Linked DNA regions of Sus scrofa: region 2 is linked to region 1. A link is a contact called in public Hi-C data. All regions are on one chromosome and are shown on one strand. Each heading gives the region's core, a stretch centred on a gene start, on an enhancer-like site or on the middle of the called end of the contact. The rest is flanking DNA. Distances are from core to core; before and after follow the strand shown. Region 1 has its middle 190 kb from the start of GATA6. Region 2 has its middle 290 kb from the start of GATA6.

Region 1 (5,218 bases), core at 336-2,835:
ACATACGTGCGTGTGTGTAGGAAGGAGGGAAACAGACAAGTCCACTTAGGATGAGTAGCAAGAAATGAAGTCTTTTGTTTACTTTTTAAATATTTATTTATTTATTTATTTAGTCTTTTTGCCTTTTCTAGGGCCGCTCCCGCGGCATATGGAGGTTCCCAGGCTAGGGGTCGAATTGGAGCTGTAGCCCCCAGCCTACGTCACAGCCACAGCAATGCGGGATCCAAGCCGCATCTGCAACCTACACCACAGCTCATGACACCGGATCCTTAACCCACTGAGCGAGGCCAGGGATCTAACCCTCAACTTCATGGTTCCCAGTTGTTAACCACTGAGCCATGATGGGAACTCCACGTCTTTTCTTTAATAACCTGTCATCCTCCTTAAACTCATATCAAGTGACTGCAGCTGCTGGGGTGTCCCTGAAAAAGGAGAGATGGGGTGGGTGGGAATGACTGTGGTGAGCCTCAGGGGTCAGGGGCTCTGGGGACTGTCCCTGAGGACAGATAAAGTCTGGATGGTGGCAGCTGAAGGGGCACAGGCTTGGCAAAAGGCTGGACTCTTAATCAGCATGGAATAGCACCACTTGTAGGCACCACACAATGTCGTTTCTAAATCCTCTCCCCACACTCAGACAGCAGCATGTAGCTCTAGGTCTCGACTGTTGAGAAAAATTTTTGCTAAGATAGGCCCATGTGAATCAACCTCAAGTTCAGAGTCCTGCTCTCCCTGCAAGGGACTTAACCCCACAGAGGAGAACTGTTCCACATGCCAGGCTCATCTGTCTTGTCTGCTTGTCAGAGCCTCGCAGAAGCTCAGGGTGAAGAAATGTCCTGTTCCAACCTTCAAACAACGGAGAGCGTTTCTCCAGCCACCTTCACCACCTCAAGCTGTGGTGCAGTTGCAGAGAAACCTGACAAGTTCCTTCAAAACTGGAAACAGGAAGCGGCCACACATGAAATTTTGGACTCCTGAATGTGAGTTAATACATCAAGCAGCTGTACTGAATGTGACCATGAACTGGTGTTCCTCTGAATGCACTTAATAGCACAGCCAAATTTGAACTTCCTGTATTCCCCTGCAAGCATCCTTGCAAATCTGGCCTCTCGGTGACGTGGGTGAGCTGAGCATTTTTAGGACTTGGGGACATTGTGTTAAAGTGGAGGCAAAGAACATGATAGAGAAGAATGATGTATAAGAACAACAAGGTGACCCAGGAAGAGAGATGAGCCCTTCTAACATTGGAGACTGACTCTGAGAAGAGCATGAGGGTTCCTACCATTACATAAGAATAGGAAATATTTTGTAGGAGACTTAGTAACGTAGTAACTATTGAGCATTCTAATGCAGCGTATCCAGATGAGTGTGGGAATTGGTAGCTGTTGAAAGCAAGGTCCTGATTTGTAGATTTACAGCAACCTCTCATTGGCCAAAGAGATGGACCATAGCTGGCTTGTTTAGGGAAAGCAAGGAAATGTTTGAGGGATCTTCAAAATCCTTGGGCTAAAAGTCCATATGAAACACTATTCAGGCAACTTCCTCGAGGCTAGGAAGTCAGTTAGTTTTGTATTTCTGCCAGTTCTAGAAATAAATACAATACCTTGCATCTTATTTAAGCCTATGATCTCACTCTGCCCTTCACAACAGCCCCGTGAGGTAAGTGGCCCATAATCTTCTTGACGTCTGTTCTGCGGATGAAAAACAGTCAGAGGGAGATTCAGGGGCTCGATTCCGGCTTCCAGGTTGTTTCTCCATGGGGCCTGGGGCCCAGGTCTTCTGACAGCCCTGCGGCTATGTCTCCGCCAGTCACACAGAATAACCTGCTCAGTTGTCACATAGTAAATGCAGGGTGTGTCTAAGAATGGTGGGGGTGCTGGTAATAGCTGAGTGTGGGGGTGAAGAAAAGATAGTGGAGGACACCTGGAGATGATATTCTGCTTCTTCCCAGGGCGAGGATAAAGGTTGAAACATGAACATGGGGCCCGTGGGGGTTCCCTCCCATCACAGGCTCCTTTCCCTTGTCCCCGGAGCTGTCTCTGGGTGAGGATAAGCACCGTGATTCATGAGTTGCTAAAGACTTCGGAGGAAACTACTCTTATATAAACACCACTGATGTGGAATAGCTGTAGAGATCCAATTATTCAAAGTTGACTTTTATTGTACTTTCCAACTGAATTTGTTGTCATTCCTCATCTCTGTCCCTTTCCTTTAGTTGAGAGGTTTTTTTTTTCTTTTCTTTTCTTTTTCTTTTTTTGCAAACACTCCTATCTCGGTAGCTTCATATAATTAGAACTGACTGTCTTGCTTGCCTCACATTGAAAATGAGTGTTTCTGGGAGTTCCCTGGTGGCTCAGCGGGTTAAGGATCTGGTGTTGCCATTGCTGTGGCATGGGTTTGATCCTTGGCCTGGAAACGTCTGTGTGCCATGGTATGACAAAAAAAAAAAAAAAAAAAAAAAAAAAAAAAAGAAAGAAAGAAAATGAGAGTTTCTGAGCAGTGTGCACTGATGATGGGCAGGCATGTCTGTCAAGTTGGGGCTCCTCATGCACCAGAGGCCTCTGGGATCACCAAGCGCATTTCCATCAAGCCCGCAGGAGTAAGAAAAGCCTGCAGCACTGCAGGTGGAAAGGCTGCCATGGGCCCTTTTGGAAATGATACCTGCCACTTCTGCTTAGATCCATTGTCTAAAATTTGGTCACAGGTACACACCTACCTATGGCGCATGCAGGGAAGACATCCTGATTTGTGCCAGGAAAGAAGGGAATGGGTTTGAGAAAAGCCAGCAGCTGTACCCCACTGTTTCTTCACATAGGTGTTTTTCTTAACAGAGCAGTGCTAGGCCATGAGCTTGGACCCAAAATCAGAATGTGCAGGGTGACTACCTGGATGGATGAACCACTTATGTGGAGTAAGTCCAAGTATAGCAGAGATGCCTCTACTGTAAATGCACTCTTTTAGGTTGAAAAAGGTTTTCAAATAATCAAGCTCGTGAACTAAAACACAGGAAAAATGAACAGGCAAAAAGAAAGAGAAATGCCTATAGGGAACCACTATTACCATTTGATACATTTTCTTGCAGTCAATAGTTTTGAGAATATTTTTAAATTAAAATAGTTTTATTTAAAATCCATTTCCAAACTTTCTGTTTATTGACATTTAAACACAGACTTTACGTGATTGCAGTAGGGGATGACAGTAATTTTTTTTTCTTTTTACAGCCGCATCTGTGACATATAGAAGTTCCCTGGGTTGGAGTCTAATTGAAATTCAGCAATACCAGATTCAAGCCACATCTGTGACACCAGATTCAAGCCACATCTGTGACCTATGCCACGGCTTGTGGCAACACCAGATCCTTAAGCCACTGAGCAAGGTCAGGGATCAAACTCACATCCTCACGGACCCCTTGTCGGGTTCTTAACTTACTGTGCCACAAAGGGAACTCCAAGAAGAAATATAATTTTGAGGCTTATCATTTTTCATTCTCTAATAACATTTTAGTGTTATTTAGTGTTTATTTAGTGTTATAGTGCATTATGACCAACAGAGGACATTTTGGCACCCATTTTCATGAACTCATTTAAGATTTTCCACATTTTTTCACATATCAGTACAGTCTTCATATTTACAATCTTTAATATCATGTATATTTTGCTGAGTTTCAACTCAACCATAATAGACTTAATTATCCTCTTTTTATAGATTTTCATTTACTTTTCCCCTACTCTGTAGTGTACAGGGTTGGTACCTCATTCAGATCTCCTCAAATCCTTTTCAGCATTTCTGTGTTAATAGAAATGCAAATCATTTTAGTTTTTTTAGAAGACTACCTGGAAGAACCTATTACAATTTAAAATTCATATGCTCTTTGACTCTAAAATCCCTTTTAGGGACTGGTGATTTTATTTGTACAGGATAGAGTCTCAGAAATAAGATGTTTGGATAGGAATAGAGATTATTCATAGTAGCAAAACAGAAAAAAAAATCACCAAATCCCAGAGGAAACTAACAAAAACATGGGAACAAAGTGATTATCCACTAATAAAATATTATGCAGCCATTAATGAGAATAAAATGGAGCTATACCAGTTGAATTGAAAGGATTTCTATGAAGTACTGATGAGTAAAACAAAATGCAAACAACTGTGTAGAGTGTATAGAGTATGATTCCATTTCTGGAAAACAGGACAGAAATTTTAAAAAGTCTATGTGTATAACATAGATGAGCCAAATAAAAGCACAGATGTATTTATTTTCCAGCCACAAACTATTTTTCCAAGTAACTGGAATACTGATATTCAAGTGAAGGTTATCTGTTTCTCTAGAGCAGAAATTATCACCCATTTCCAATATCTAATGAGAACAAGCACCTTAAATATGTGGTCCAAAGACATACATTTAGAATCCAAGGACTTAAGGGGACATTTGCTTCAGAGGCACAGAGGTGATGCCATTCTTTTTTTTTTTGGCCACCCAGCGTATGGAGTTCTCAGGCCAGGGATCAGATCTGAGCCACAGCTGTGGCAACACTGGATCCTTAACTGGATCAAACCTGCATCCCAGCACTCCCAAGACGCCGCTGATCCTGTTGCACCATGGCCAGAACTCCCCATGCTATTCTCAATTACGTAATGATTTTGTTTTACGTTTTCAGTCCTGCTTTAAAGGTGCTATGACACTTTTTTTCTGGAGGAAAATAAAATAATGTGATAAAGAGTGTCACTTCGAAATGATAGGGATGACAATAACTAAAAAAGTGCTTATATGTTCTAGATAGTGGGCAAATTGCTTTAAAGATATTACCTTACATGTCACAATTCTGAGTTATTATTATTCTCTCCATTTTCCAGAAAAACCCAGAGAGATTAATATTTATCCAAGGTTATACAACTTCTGCGTGGCCAAGCCAGACTTGGAATCAGTGTCTGGATTCAAACCTGTGTGCTTAACTGTCTTCCTAATGGCCTTTCTTTTTACTGTCTTTCTGTAACATGAACCTCTTTCCATACATGGAATGCATGCATTCTTGAAGTATCATAGGTAGAGTTCATTTTGGGGGGTTGAAGCATAGTTTTTTATCGATTTATATTTTAAAATCAGATATGTGTCCCTAAGGTGTCAATGGTGGTCAAATAACATTATACATTGTCTGCATGTGTATCAGTACATATCTATGTCTGTATGTTATATATATGTATATATATATATAATATAGTAT
Region 2 (4,826 bases), core at 1,401-3,900, 110 kb after region 1:
CAATCTCCTAATTGTCGAGGACGTTACTTGAAGGGGACTGAGAGGTAGGTTTATTTTACATGCAGGTTGAAAAGCATAGACTTCCAAGCCAACAGAACGCCCATATAAACTTCAGGGATGCAGAGTCTTTTGTTTGTTTTTAAAGCATTTTTAGCATAAGAACACATTCCAAACATATAATAAATAAGGACGTGCTTGATAGTACCAGTAATGGCAATGACAGTAATAACTGAGAAAGAATAAAGGAAGCTGGGGGAAAAAATGAAGGCCCTAGTGACAGCTACTCAGATGGCAACCTACATAAATTAGTCAGTTTCCTTATCAGAGATTTACATGTTAAAACCACTTGATATAACCCAGCAGGAAACTGAACAAGTGATTCTATGTCCAGACTTGGAAACAAAAATAACCGCTCAGGGCCTACACACATTAGTTTGTTCAAACTTGCGCTGATAAAAGTCTTTTTGGCTGGAGCTGTAGTGTGTGGTTATGAGACTGGAGGGCTTGGTTGGCGCATGATTGACACTAAGACAATTGCCAGTGCTTCATACAGGAAAGCATGTTTGATGAAAGTTTCGGCTGGTCCCCGATAGCCACTGAGATGCTGCAGTGTGAGAGATGGCATCTGATTTAGCATCCTTCGTAATGAAGGAGAAAGAAAACTTGCTCCATCAGCGCTACAAAGCATGTTTAGCCTCTTAATTTGGCTTATCGTCATCTTACATCCAGCACACATGGCCTTGTTCATACTCACACATACCTACTTCACATTCTCCTTTTACACTTACACTCATCCTAGGGTTTCTTAGTGTTTCCCCTAAGAGTGAGAACGGTTGTGAAATTTCTGACTTGTAACATTAGGGACAAGCAGACATCTGCCTGTCAAGCCCTTTGGCCGAGACCCCATGGCTCCCCCTGGCAGCCCCAGACGCCTTTCCACACAGTCTTTCTCCAAGAGTTCCCTTGCATACCACATGCATGTTCTATTTATATGTTTCTTTGTCCTGAACAAGATTTGGCCCCATTGTGTGGGAGCAACACCAGAAAAGAAAATAAAATCCATCCACTGAGAGAAAATGGATATTGTGGGAGCTTGGAGAAATTTACATACTTTGCTCATTCCATTTTCTGGTGATGTCAGAGCCAAAGAATATCCCTTTTAAAAAATCACACACACATTAAAAAATGCTGGTCTCCCCAGCTCTGTCCATCACTCGGACTGTCATGCAAAGGAGAAATGTAAATACTCCCTTGCCTGCTCCCCCCAGGCCCCCGCTTCTATTTCCCTCACCAACCCCCTAAAGAACCTAACAAATTAGTCCAGACTCCATTTGGATGGAATTAAGGGCCTGTCTGCAAAAGGGTGAGGGGTATTAATGGACAGGGGTTGGGGGGGGGATGGGAAGAGTAGTGGGAATGCGGACCGTGAGTCTGGGTGACCGGCTCCAGCGTTTTATGAAGACAGAGAGAAGGGCTGGCTGACACTTTACAGATTGGGTGTAACGTTCAGGGAATTTGGCATTTCTGCCACAGGGCTCCGGCCGCCCTGCTAACCGCTTTCCTTCTCCCTGCTGGTAAAAGTGCAGGAGAAAAGGGTTAAATAAATGTTTGTGATATGATAAGGTGCTTGTTTATTCAAGGAATGACAGATTATTGGCTCCAAAGGCAGCCCTGAAAAATAGTACAAAGGAACTGGCTCTCCCCTCGCGATGATGTGATTTCCTTCTAAGATTCTGCTCTTTCCTAGGAACAATTTGCCCTGGGAATGAAGAACGATGCCTTTCCTGCAGTGGGAGATGGACGGTCTTGGTGCAGAGGGTTGGAGCCCCAGAAGCTGGCTGGGAACTGGGATGGCTGGTGCTGGGGAAGCTTCTCTCTGTCCTGGTGCAGGCCCAGCTTCCCCCTGAGCCCAGGAGGGAAAGGATTTACCTGCTCGGGAGGAGGACTTCTTCCTTAGGACATCCAGTGTGCAAGATCTTCCTCCAGACACAGACCGCTGTGTCCATCCCATAGCCATCCTAGCACCCTGCAAATGTGTGACTGCACACACATTCGAATATTTATAGGCAAACACACCCTCCATACGTGAGCTTTCTCCTGTGGGCTCCAGCTATTTCCTAGCTGGTCCCAGAGGAGAATTCAGATCCAGATGCCACAACAATGAGACATTCCCCTAATGTCTGCGCACTTTTCTCGGGGGAGGAAACACCAGCGCCTGCCAACCCCGAAAATCACAGGCAGGCCTGGCCTGGGGCCCTGGAGGCACAGACCCTCCATCCAGTGCTGCCTGAGCTGGGCAGGCCTCACTGTGCCCTGGGCACTGATCATTCTGCCCTGCTTCTAGATGCTGCCCAGAGCCGGTTCCTGCCCACAGAGAAAGCATTCTGCTCCTCGCAGCCTCCCACCAGAACTCCCCCTGCACACACACCCTGTGCCTGGCATGCTACAGAGAGCTTGTTCGCATACTTGCTGAGTAGAAGGGTTAGGACAAGATGTTTGGCATAGTTCTCATTTGAAAAGAACTCGGTGCCAAAGTCAAACACCAGGGGAAAAAAAGTTGTGATTGAACTGCTGTTTTTCCAGGATCCTGGGAACTACTGTGTGAGTCTTACAATAGGCCGCCGCCTTATCAGCCAAGGTGCTTGTCTGTAGGACGTAAGGCACCAGCCTGGGGAACCCACTGCCCTTCGGACACGATGACTAAGGCTGACTGTGGGGCGTTATCACATCTCCACGTTTGGGCTATTTTTATGATTGCGTTCAGTACTAATAGGGCTTGTGGAGTGTACACAGCCATGTGCTCATTCTTGAACTACACAAGATAAGATCCCTGTCCCAGGGAGCTTACTGCCTGACTTTTGCAAAAACCAGATGGCAGAAAATGGTTTCCCTCTGCCCATCAGCAATGATTGAGGGGGTGGAGATGAGAAGGGGTGCAGTCAATTCATAACTCTCCCAGGGTGGGACCTCTGCTTTGGCATTTATCCCATGTGACGTTTTAATCATGGACTGTCTTTCCCCCATCATCTGCTGCTCCATAAGCTGCATCTCCCAGGGACGCTGAGGATTTAAGCTAATTTGAATATCAGCTTAATTAAAGCATCGTTAGATACATAAAGATGCCTCTCGGGAGTTCCCTATGTGGCCCAGCGGTTAACCTGACTAGGATCCATGAGGTTATGGGTTTGATCCCTGGCCTCGCTCAGTGGGTTAGGGGTCCAGCATTGCCGTGAGCTGTAGTATAGGTCCAAGACATGGCTCAGATCCCTGTTGCTGTGGCTGTGGCATAGGCCAGCAGCCGTAGCTCCAATTCAACCCCTAGCGTGGGAACTTCCATATGTCATGGGTGCAGCCCTAAAAAGCAAACAAACAAACAAAAAAACTCAACACATATTACATGCATACACACTCACAAATATATCATGGATTCTGAAATTAGCTGAAATGGTTTTTAGTCTGCAGCAGGGCTATCAGAAAGTATAGATTTGAGCTTCATTGTTAGTCATGCTGTGCTGCTGGATCAGTAAGGACCCACCAGGACACCTTATCAGGTGATTTCTGTCTCCAGGACAACTTCTGTCTCAGTCTGCCCCCAGCTGTGAAAGGCAGCAGAGCAGGGGCAAAGGGCTACCTGGATCCACACACCAGCACCACTGTCCCCAGAAGAACTTCCTTGCCTGTGACCTTGAATTTCAGGATAGTCCCCTAACTCATCAAGGCATTTGCAACTGCTTCAGTTTTCCTGAAGAACAAAAATACATTTTATGTCCACAGGGGAATAGTCTTATGAAGGGTACATGCCCTGGGGCCTCTGCAGATCCCTGTGAGAGGCCTCTAGAATCTTTCCCATTATTGGCAAAGGAGGAAACTCACTCCTCTATGCCAGAGTTTTCAATTTATGTAGTATTGACATTTTGGACCAGAATATTCTTTATGGCAGGGGTTGTCCTATGCATTGTAAGATGTTTAGCAGCAGCCCTGGCCTCTACTCACTGGATGCAAGCTGTACCCTTCCAATCATGACAGTCAAAATTATCTTCAGACATCACCACATGTCCTGTGGGGGTTAAGGTCATCCCTGGTTGAGACCCTCTGGCCTATCCAAACTTGGTGAGGTGTTGGCAAATCATGACCTCTGGGCAAAATCTGGCTTGCAACCCATTTTTGCAAGGCTTATGTAGGAATGGTTCTTACATTTGTAAAGAATTGCTAAAAAAAAAATCAAACAGGCGACAGAGATTATCTGTAGCCAACAAAGCCAAAAATATTTATTATCTGGATATTTTTTCTTTTTAAAGTTGCCAACTGCAGTTCCAGAATGAAAGAACACATCTTTGCAGCCATGAATGGGTGTACACCTAGCAAGTAACAATGAATTTTTCTTCTAGGTTTACACAATCAAAGTGTCAGGGAGGAAAATTTACCATTCTTCTGAAGGAACTGTGACCTTCCATGGCAATCGCTCCACAAAGAGATCAAGTTGAACAATGCATACTACGTGTTTCTTACTGCCCAGGGCCTGGAAAATGGGTCTTAGTATAAAAGTTAAAGTAACTCTAAGTGCCGTTAATGCATGTACAATTTCTAAGGCTTAACACAAGAGAAGTTTATTTCTTGTCCTGACGCAGTCTAACTGGCTATCTTTTAGGTACCTGGGCTGAGGGAAGCTCTGCTGTAATGAACAGGTAACTTCTCAAGTTATCCTGAATGTTGGCATCCCGCTAGAAGACGGAGGAAGGGAGAATGATGAGACACCCTTGAGAGGTTTCCAGGGGCCAGGCTTGGAAGTGATGCTCTTCATGTTCACTCTCATGTCATTGGTCAGA

What was found. Hi-C and Micro-C count contacts between places; a contact is called where the count stands out from the background.
Region 2: a Hi-C map of heart right ventricle shows a contact between it and region 1, with 5 times the contacts expected there. The contact joins two enhancer-like sites. A contact is called at or near these places in 2 of 47 Hi-C or Micro-C datasets (fetal heart ventricle and heart right ventricle).

The regions. Positions count from the first base shown.
Region 1 is chr6:107,469,061-107,474,278 of Sscrofa11.1, forward strand. No RefSeq gene overlaps it. Among named protein-coding and RNA genes, the nearest start is that of GATA6, 190 kb to the left of the region's middle. Within about 2 kb of position 1,586, at least 5 of the 83 cell types and tissues checked have an H3K27ac peak or open chromatin away from gene starts, as enhancers often do.
Region 2 is chr6:107,574,396-107,579,221 of Sscrofa11.1, forward strand. No RefSeq gene overlaps it. Among named protein-coding and RNA genes, the nearest start is that of GATA6, 290 kb to the left of the region's middle. Within about 2 kb of position 2,651, at least 21 of the 83 cell types and tissues checked have an H3K27ac peak or open chromatin away from gene starts, as enhancers often do.